2 separate regions of the Macaca mulatta genome follow, and region 1 is linked to region 2. A link is a contact called in public Hi-C data. All regions are on one chromosome and are shown on one strand. The core of a region is the stretch at or near the end of the contact, and the rest is flanking DNA. Distances in the headings are between cores, read along the strand shown. Region 1 overlaps DCP1B (decapping mRNA 1B). Region 2 overlaps WNT5B (Wnt family member 5B).

Evidence for each region. Hi-C and Micro-C count contacts between places; a contact is called where the count stands out from the background.
Region 1: a Hi-C map of fetal cortical plate shows a contact between it and region 2, with 2.5 times the contacts expected there. The contact joins two enhancer-like sites. A contact is called at or near these places in 6 of 14 Hi-C or Micro-C datasets (CD4 T cells, blood, cortical neurons and 3 more).

Annotation. Positions count from the first base shown.
Region 1 is chr11:2,807,047-2,811,273 of T2T-MMU8v2.0, reverse strand. It overlaps DCP1B (decapping mRNA 1B), which reads left to right. Exons shown (of 9, transcript XM_028829155.2): 9 at 2,494-2,705. The coding sequence ends at 2,499. Among named protein-coding and RNA genes, the nearest start is that of CACNA2D4, 27 kb to the right of the region's middle. Within about 2 kb of position 2,008, at least 6 of the 40 cell types and tissues checked have an H3K27ac peak or open chromatin away from gene starts, as enhancers often do. A contact at or near this core is called in fetal cortical plate, where this site is marked.
Region 2 is chr11:2,488,534-2,493,240 of T2T-MMU8v2.0, reverse strand. It overlaps WNT5B (Wnt family member 5B), which reads right to left. Exons shown (of 5, transcript XM_077953265.1): 5 at 1,312-1,898. The coding sequence ends at 1,440. Among named protein-coding and RNA genes, the nearest start is that of FBXL14, 55 kb to the right of the region's middle. Within about 2 kb of position 2,985, at least 8 of the 40 cell types and tissues checked have an H3K27ac peak or open chromatin away from gene starts, as enhancers often do. A contact at or near this core is called in fetal cortical plate, where this site is marked.

The sequences.
Region 1 (4,227 bases), core at 759-3,258, 320 kb before region 2:
AATGACACGATGGAGCTGAAAAACACAGCACGAGAACTTCGTGAAGCGTACACAAGTATCAACAGCTGAATTGATCAAGCAGAAGAAAGGATATCAGAGATTGAAGATCAACTTAATGAAATAAAGCATGAAGACAAGATTTGAGAAAAAAAATGAAAAGGAACGAACAAAGCCTCCAAGAAATATGGGACTACTTGAAAAGACCAAACCTATGTTTGATTGGTGTACCTGAAAGTGACAGGGAAAATGGAACCAAGTTGGAAAACACTCTCCAGGATATTATCCAGGAGAACTTCCCCAACCTAGCAAGGCAGGCCAACATTCAAATTCAGGAAATACAGAGAACACCACAAAGATACTCCTCAAGAAGAGCAACCCCAAGACACATGATTGTCAGATTCACCTATGTTGAAATGAAGGAAAAAATGTTAAGGGCAGCCAGAGAGAAAGGTCAAGTTACCCACAAAGGGAAGCCCATCAGACTAACAGTGGATATCTCTGGAGAAACCCTACAAGCCAGAAGAGAGTCGGGGCCAATATTCAACATTCTTAAAGAATAGAATTTTCAGGGGCCAGGCGTGGTGACTCACGCCTGTAATCCCAGCACTTTGGGAGGCCAAGACGGGGGGATCACAAAGTCAGATCAAGACCATCCTGGCTAACACGGTGAAACCCCGTCTGTACTAAAAATACAAAAAATTAGCCAGGCGTGGTGGCGGGTACCTATAGTCCCAGCTACTCGGGAGGCTGAGGCAGGAGAATGGCGTAAACCCGGGAGGCGGAGCTTGCAGTGAGCGGAGATCGCACCACTGCACTCCAGCCTGGGCGGCAGAGCAAGACTCTGTCTTAAAAAAGAAAAAAAAAAAGAATAGAATTTTCAACCCAGAATTTCATATCCAGCCAAACTAAGCCTCATAAGCGAAGGAGAAATAAAATCCTTTACAGACAAGCAAATGCTGAGAGATTTTGTCACCACCGGGCCTGCCTTTCAAGTGTTTTGTTTTGTTTTGCTTTTAGAAATCATGTCCTTCAGTACACCTGGTACCAAGAATTGAGTGGGTAGGAAAATTCTTTGCTCAGGTCACTCAAGTAAATGCCAAGCTTAAAGTATGTCTCCTTACATGTGTGGGGCCACTTTAGAAGAATTGGTGTCTCCGTGGGAAGGGCTGTTCTTTGAGCAGTGTATAATTTCCATTAGGGAGTTCAGTGTGCACAGTGCACGCCGACCACCAGGTGGCAGTGTCGTCCCACAAGTTCGCCTACAAAGGTTTTAATGAGCCTTTGGAAGTAATGACAGTTTTCTTTTACCAAAGTAAACCTTTCATTTGTAAAAACCCAGTTGGCATGTTTTACCCAATCCTTTGAAGGAAGTTATTTCTAAAGGTATTTATAGCTGGTTTCTAGAGGATAGATGTTCTAGGAGTTGACAAATGGCCCAGATTTCCAGCAACACTTCATCCATCCCAGCCCATGGTATTTCTTTTGGACCCAAGCAGCAGGATGTGCCCGCCTAAGCTTCCGAATGGATAGTATATCACCCTTCGCAGAACATGCTGAGGGGGAGGGCACAGGAGATTGTGACTGTGATGTTCAGGGCGTCATGATCTGCAAGCTGTGTAGAAGATCGAGTTTTATGTTCACAGAGATGAGGAGCTTAATCTTGGAAGGAGTCGGACGAGCCCCTGCCAAGTTGTTAAGAGTATGTATGGGAATCAGTCCCTGCTGAGTATTCATAATAAATAAAGCTTTGCGTTTCTATAGCCCTTCTTATTCTCGGATAATAAAAAGATCTTAGATTACTGCACAGTAGGCAGTAATTGTTATTCTCATTTTATAGTTCATAACATGGAAGCATGAGGAAAACAGGTTTCCCTACAGTTTCTGAGACCTAGGCTTGGACTTGAAGCACTAGACCTTTGTTCAGCCATGCCATCAAGTGAAAGCATTGTTAGAACACCACCTCCCCTACTCTTCCGCAGGAAGGTGCTTTTTCTTGTGAAGAGAAAGGGTGGGTGGAAAAGGGATTGACTATTACTGAACCCTTGTCATATGCCGGACCTTGGCGAGGAGTCTACTGTGTTATCCTCCAACATTTAGGAAGCGCTGACTTCTTCTGTTTCTTTCGTATCACCTACAACATCTAACATAGTGATAAACCATGCAAAGTTTTCACAAAACACTTGAAATTAATAATTGCATATATGGTATCTCAATAGTCTTATAAGGAGAACAGGGCAAGGACAGAGACACACTTGGATCTGTTATTCCAAAGCCAATGATAATAGTGCTTGCTTCAGCAACACATGTACAAAAATGGGACAAAATCAATGATCTGCTTAACTGCTGGCAACCTTAAAAATATATCTTTGATCTTAATGACATGTTTAGAGTTGCCTCACTAGCTAAGGAGAGATGAATTCCATACTTAATGTTCCTAACATATTTGCAGTAGCAAATGATTAATTTCATGAAATATTTCTTCTTTTGCTTCAGAATTGAGTAAACAGCACAGAAAGGAATATCAGTTGCAGTACCTGATGTGAAAAGGTGCCCGTGTTCTGATGCAACAGAGGAACAAACCCAAGCCCAGCACGGTCAGACCTACCCTGCAGGCTTCAGTCGGGCCTTTCTAGGTCAACACCACAGTCATCTGTTTTGAAAAATAACAAATTCTCCATCCTTTACTGGAATAAATCATTTCAAAAGGGACAGGCCCAATTCATTTAGACCAAAGACGAAGGCAGCCTTTAAAGGGCAGTTGGTGATGGAGTGCTTATTTCTTCTACACAGCAGAGCAGATGAGAGTGTCTTTGTACAAAAGGACTTTCTCTAGTGAGTCCAAGAAACAGATCAAAAAGGGTTATCTAAGGCACCCAAAGTTAGATTTCATAAATAAATGGGCTTTTCTTCTTTCCACTCAGCCCAAATTCTGAGAACATCATGGACGCCACTCCTTAGGTGCCACTGGTTCCCAGGCAGCAGTTTTCAGCTAATTGAATCTCAGGTGGAGCCCTGAGATTTCTGTTCATAGAGGCAGCCTTATCCAGTGCAGTGGGCTTCAACCTGGCGGAAGTTCCAGAAGCCGGAGCTGTCTGGTGTGGGGACAGAGCACCCAGCTGTGGAGTCACACAGACCCGCCTTCAGTTCCTGAACAAGCACATCTCTGGGACGTGGTTTTCTCACTTAGAAAATGAAAGACCCTCACAAGGTCCATATGAGGATTAAATGGGAGCAGCATTTAATCAAACGGCTCCTCTGTGCCATGGCTGCGGTGTCGGGGGCCATGCTCCAGTTGTCGGGAGAGGCCCGCAGCTGCTGGTCTGGCCTTCGTTTGCCGTCTACCAGGACCTGTGTGTTCAGTCTGGCATTGGCACTTAGGGATCTGTGGTCGCCTTGCTTTACCGTCTTCTCCCCTTCATTTCCTTATCACTGGAATGAAAACAGTAACACTTCTCCCTTCCTTATGAAGGAAATGCCACAGCTCTTTCAGAGGTCCACATACCCAGCAGGTACAGTTACTTGTAATGTACCATGTCGGTATTGTTCTTGCCCCTGCCGTATGGGTAAAGCACCACCTTAATTGCAGGGTGGGAGAAGGCAGTGCTGTTTGACAGGATTCGTACTTCCTGGATCTTCTGAGAAGAAGCACTCTGCTCGGTCTCCCCCTTCAGAAGGCCAGGCATAGTGGTAACTGCAGAGTGAGAGAAACCTTCGTTAGCGTCTTCTAGAACTGTCTGGTGTGCATACCCAGCCCTGCTGATACACAGAGCCCCCTTAAGGTACTGGCTGCTTCCAGCCCTTTTAAGGGGTCAACCCTGGGCCAACAAACAAAAACAAAACCAAAAAAAAAATATATATATATATATATAGTATGCTGAAGGACTGCCCTGGAAATCACAGATCTGTTGCATTGGGTAAGTTTGTTCTTCCCGCAGACACCAGCAGCCTGCCTGCCCTTTTCAGACCCAGAAAGGACAGAAAGACCTGCTTTCTTCCTCTTGAATGAGAAGGGTGAAAATCTGAGAGGAAAGTGCGTTTCCACCTCAAGAAATCTCAACTGTTGAGTAACAGCCTTCTTTGGTTCTCTGGGGTATAAAGAGAAACCAACAGTCCACACTTGTTAAGGCCTGTTTCCCTGGAGTATGTGGTGCCAAGGATGGGAGGGGCACATTAGAAACGAGTGCTCTGAGCACCAGGCTTGGCTCGGTTTCCATTTGTCAGTGTAGA
Region 2 (4,707 bases), core at 1,736-4,235:
TGGATCCCCAAGCTCAGCCTTACCCTCCTGGCCCCAGATACTGGAGTCCAAAACTGCAGACAGCAACACAGAGCAGACAGCAAAGGGCATCTCCATCACCCGTGCTTTACCAGGGACCCAGGGAACAAGCCAGGGTTCGCTTGACACGCTATCAAATGGGGGAAGGGAAAGAGGAAGGTAAATGTGAGGTTTCAGCTTAAATCTCTGAATTCCCTTGTTCACAGTAGTAATAGTAATGGCTACCGCTTCCTGAGTGTCTAACTGTGTGCTAGTCCTTGGGGTGATGCCTAAATGCATCACCTTATTTAATTCTCAAAACATTCTTCTGTCCCTCTCCCTAATCACCAGACTATATAGTCTAAGGAGTCTCAGTTTCCTTACCCTCTTCCACACTGCGGAGGAGAGTTCTAAAGATCAAATAAAAAATAAAAGGAGACTCATGAAAGGTCAGTGTGGGTCCAAATAAGGAAAGGGAGCGAAACCGCCACGAAGGGCATTTAATGTCAGCGAGAAACTGTACACCTGGGACAGAGATGATGAGCACGCCGGGCCCGCCAGCCTGACCTGTCGCCGTGTCCTGTGGTTTGTGAGGCCTCCCTCGGTGGAGGAGTGACAGCAGCAGCTCAAGCTTCCCCTCCCGTGGGGGGAAGACAGCATGACGTCCACGCAGCCCGGTCACACACCCAGGCTTCTGCAGCCCAGGCGCAAACATTCAGCTCAGGGCTTTCCTGACGTGTCAGGTCAAACGGCCCCCATTCCTCTTCAGGCAGGAGCTAGTGAACGGTGGAGGATGAAGAATTCTCGCTGGAAAGGCAGGCCCAAAGTCCAGGAGGTGCAGAGCTCTTTGTGGTCACTGGGCCAGAGAGGACCTTGGACTTCTCATTTTAGGGAAGGAGCCGTTCCTGTAAACTGTAGATGCTGCACATATGCACGGGAATGAAAGAGTAAGAGGGCACCAGGCCTCTTAGGGAACCAATCTACATTCTGGGCAAGACCCTGAAGACATCGAGGTTGAAGCTGAGTTCCCGCCACCTTCGTAGGGCCTCTTGGCCTAGTGGCCAGGGTCACAGGCAGTCATCTAACCAACAAAGACTCCAGACTTCCAGACAAGCTCGTCTCCTCCATCCAACCACAACCTCCCTCCTCCAGGCCATGGTGGACAGACAGAAAATATTTCCAAGTCCCTACATCCTGAGAGTCCTCGCCAGAGGGAGAGAAAAAGCCCCGTTTCCCACCCACCAGGAGGAGAGAACCAGCAAAGTCCACTCCTCAAAGATCTCCAGCATCTCTTAAATAAGCTTTTCCTTTCCATTTTCATCTTTTCATTATTTAGCATCCATCCATTTATTTATACAAATATAAAATAGATTTATATAGATTTATATAATATAGACCTTTGTGAGGCAGAGTGCAGGGGGGCCGGGAGCAGGCCCCCCGGGCTATTTACAGATGTACTGGTCCACGATCTCGGTGCACTTCTTGCACTTGACGAAGCAGCACCAGTGGAACTTGCAGTGGCAGCGCTCTACCTGCACGCTCTTGAACTGGTTGTAGCCACGCCCGCAGCACATGAGCTCACAGCCATCCATGCCCTCCGAGGTCTTGTTGCAGAGGCGACCCTGCGTGCCCAGGGAGCCCGTGCTCTCATTGCGCAGGCAGTAGTCAGGGCTGGGGTCCACGTAGACCAGGTCCTCCGGGGTGGGCTGGGTGAAGCGGCTGTTGACCAGCTCCAGCCGGCCCTTGCGGGTGACGCGCATGGCGGCCGCACTGTCGTACTTCTCCTTCAGCCGGTCCCCCACCTTGCGGAACTCGGCCAGCTGTAGCCAGCAGGTCTTGAGGCTGCAGGACCCCGAGACGCCGTGGCATTTGCAGGCTACGTCTGCCATCTTATACACAGCCTAGGGGAGGAGAAAGAAGGGAGTAAAAAGGAGGATCCCGGCAGAAGAGGCCCAGAGGGTGGCTGGGGTAGTCACAGGCCTCGGACACAGGAGGGGCAGGTAGGGTATGGGGAGAGATAGCTTTTCAAATGCATGCAAAGATCCTTCCAGGGTGCTCGGGTGCTCAGAGGGAAAACATGAAAGGGGCGCCACAGAAAATAACACCGGGGAGGCAAGGCAACCTGTTCCTATCAGCCAAGAGGATGGCACCGAGGCACTTTCACTCTCTACTCTATCAGTTTCTCATTCTTCAAAACCTGTTACAATCAATGCATCCTTTTCACAATCGGAAAACAAAGATATCTCCGTCTTGATCAAAGCCTCAAACAAATAAATAATATCCAACAAAATACAGCCAGGCACTGTGGCTAGTGCCTGTAGTCCCAGCTACTGGGGAGGCCAAGGAAGGAGGATCACTTGAGCCCAGGAATTTGAGGATGCAGCAAGCTATGACTGTGCCACTGCACTCCAGCCTGGGCAACAGGGCAAGACTCCATCTCTAGAAACAAAGCAAAACACAACAAAACAACAAAATGTGTCGAGCTTTTGCATGATAGGAGCACAAGTCAGAAAAAAGAATCCAGTTGTATCACAAGCCTATCACAGAAATCCCTGGCATAGCCCTGGTTAGCCCAAAACTCTCCCTGATCTTGTCAAATACCCTGAGAATTAAATGGCCCCTTTCCCCATGTTGCCACGTGGTCACTAGCTCCATGGAGTCATCAGGAGTCTTGCCATACGCCATCCATTTGTAAGCAAGACCACTTGTCTTCCTCTCTAGCAGCCCCCAGACCCCCCAGGAGAGGCGGAGTGACACAGTGAGGCAACGTGCAAGGGAACTGCAAGTGGCTGGGCCTGCCTGCGGGAGCACTTTGTCGAAAACAAGTCTAACCCAGAAGTCACAGAACATCGCAACGTGGAGTAGATGCGAACTTGAGTTATCCCAAATCAAAACGTAAAAGCAAGAGCAGACCAGAAAGCTGCGTACAAAGTGCTTTCAACGGCAGCACACGGACGCACCATGGCAACCAACCCTGGCAGCAGGCCCAGGCGTGCAGACGGCGGGATGAAAACGCAAGCCGGCTGCAGACCATTTTCTTATGCACAGCCATTGTCACCAACTGAGTCAGGACTCATTTTTCAAGGGTTTCTCTTAGATTTCTTTTCAAGAGCCCCCAGATCGTGTCTTTATTCAGAGCTAAGCAGAGACCACTGCAGGTGCAAGAGACAGCGCAGCCATCATCAGTGCATGCGACTGTTGTCAAAAGTCTTCCTGAGTTTTTTCCGGGACGGAATTATTCCCACTATTTTATGGTGGAAAAACTGAAGCTCTAGAGAGGCTCACTAACCTCCAAGGCCACCCAGAAAGGAGTCAGAACAACAAGCACTTATCCACTCCCATCTTGGGGCTCAAAGTTGGCTGAGAGCAGAGGAGGAAGGAAAGGAAGGCTCTTCCCAAGGTGAAAGGCACCAGCACTTAGCCGGGCAGCTCCAGGTCCAAGACATAAAGGAACTGACACCCTATTCCCACAGACACTTCAAAGACGGGGCCTGCAATTACCCTTCCGGCGCAAATGCCCTGGGTCTGAGCTGCAGCCTGACATTCCTCTGGAAATGGTCCTTGGTTTAGAGAGGGATGACAGGCGTCTGGCATTGCTGAGAGAAGGAAACATTAAGGGTTGGAAACTGCGCACCTTGTTGCTTAGCAGCTCAGGGCACGGATAAGCATCTCTCGCAGGGCAAACAGACAGAGTTGGGGAAGGAGAGTCGGAGCAAGACTCTGGAGGGCAAGGAGCAGAATTTTAGGAAAACAAATCCAAGAGGAAGCGCACCAGTTTAAACACCCCCTCCATCCTTTCCCTAATTCAAAGATGTTGTAGAGATAGGAATATCTGCAATGTTTTTCATATTTTACTATTGATATATATATATCAACATATATATATACACACACACAAGCTCCTTTTGTAGGCGATAGGGGGAAATGCCAATTTTCAGCCCAGACTGCTAACTCAAAAAGCCAAAAAAAAAAAAAGCTTTAAAAAATATTTTAGTTCTACAATTTGTCCCTGGAAAAGCCCTCTCAGCTCCTCTTCCACTTCTATCTAATGGTGTGTTGAGCCTGGTGACAGACAGGAATGTCACAGGATTAGGCACCAGGCTTTTATCTGGAAAATGCTTACAAACCCTTCAGTGGCAGAACAACATCAGCCGCGGGTGCTGTCGCCACTGTCTAAGAAGGAGCTATCAGATGCTCTTGCAGGCCAGGAGAAACTTCTGGCAAAGGAGCTTAAGATTGACTCTGTGTCAAGACGTCAGATCCTGGATAATCTTTTCTTCTTTTTAATCTGGTTCTAAAATACTTGTCTATTTTCCATCCCAGCCATCACTCAGTCCTTGCCGGAGAACTTTGTGTGTCGGTGTGAGGAGGCAGGCAGTGAATACCTCCGGCCTCAGATGATGACTGATGGCCGAGGCCTGTTCCTTGGAGAGGATAAAAAATAGACAGGGCCAGGAATTCCCAACCTGAAGCAGGCAGAGGCAAAGGGAGAGATAAGGAGTTAAGGAAGAGGAGAGGTGTGGCGCCTGAAGGAAGGGGCTAAGCGGGGAGACAGACAGGGAAGGTGTGGAGCCAGGAACAAGCTCGATGGGAGAGAAGGCTGCCAGATAAGAGCCCAGACAAGTCAACAAACAATTAAGGGCAATAAAGTGAGACGGACTCAGCAGCAGGGGAAAGGGGAAGAGTGGGTGGCACCTGCCTGGTCACAGG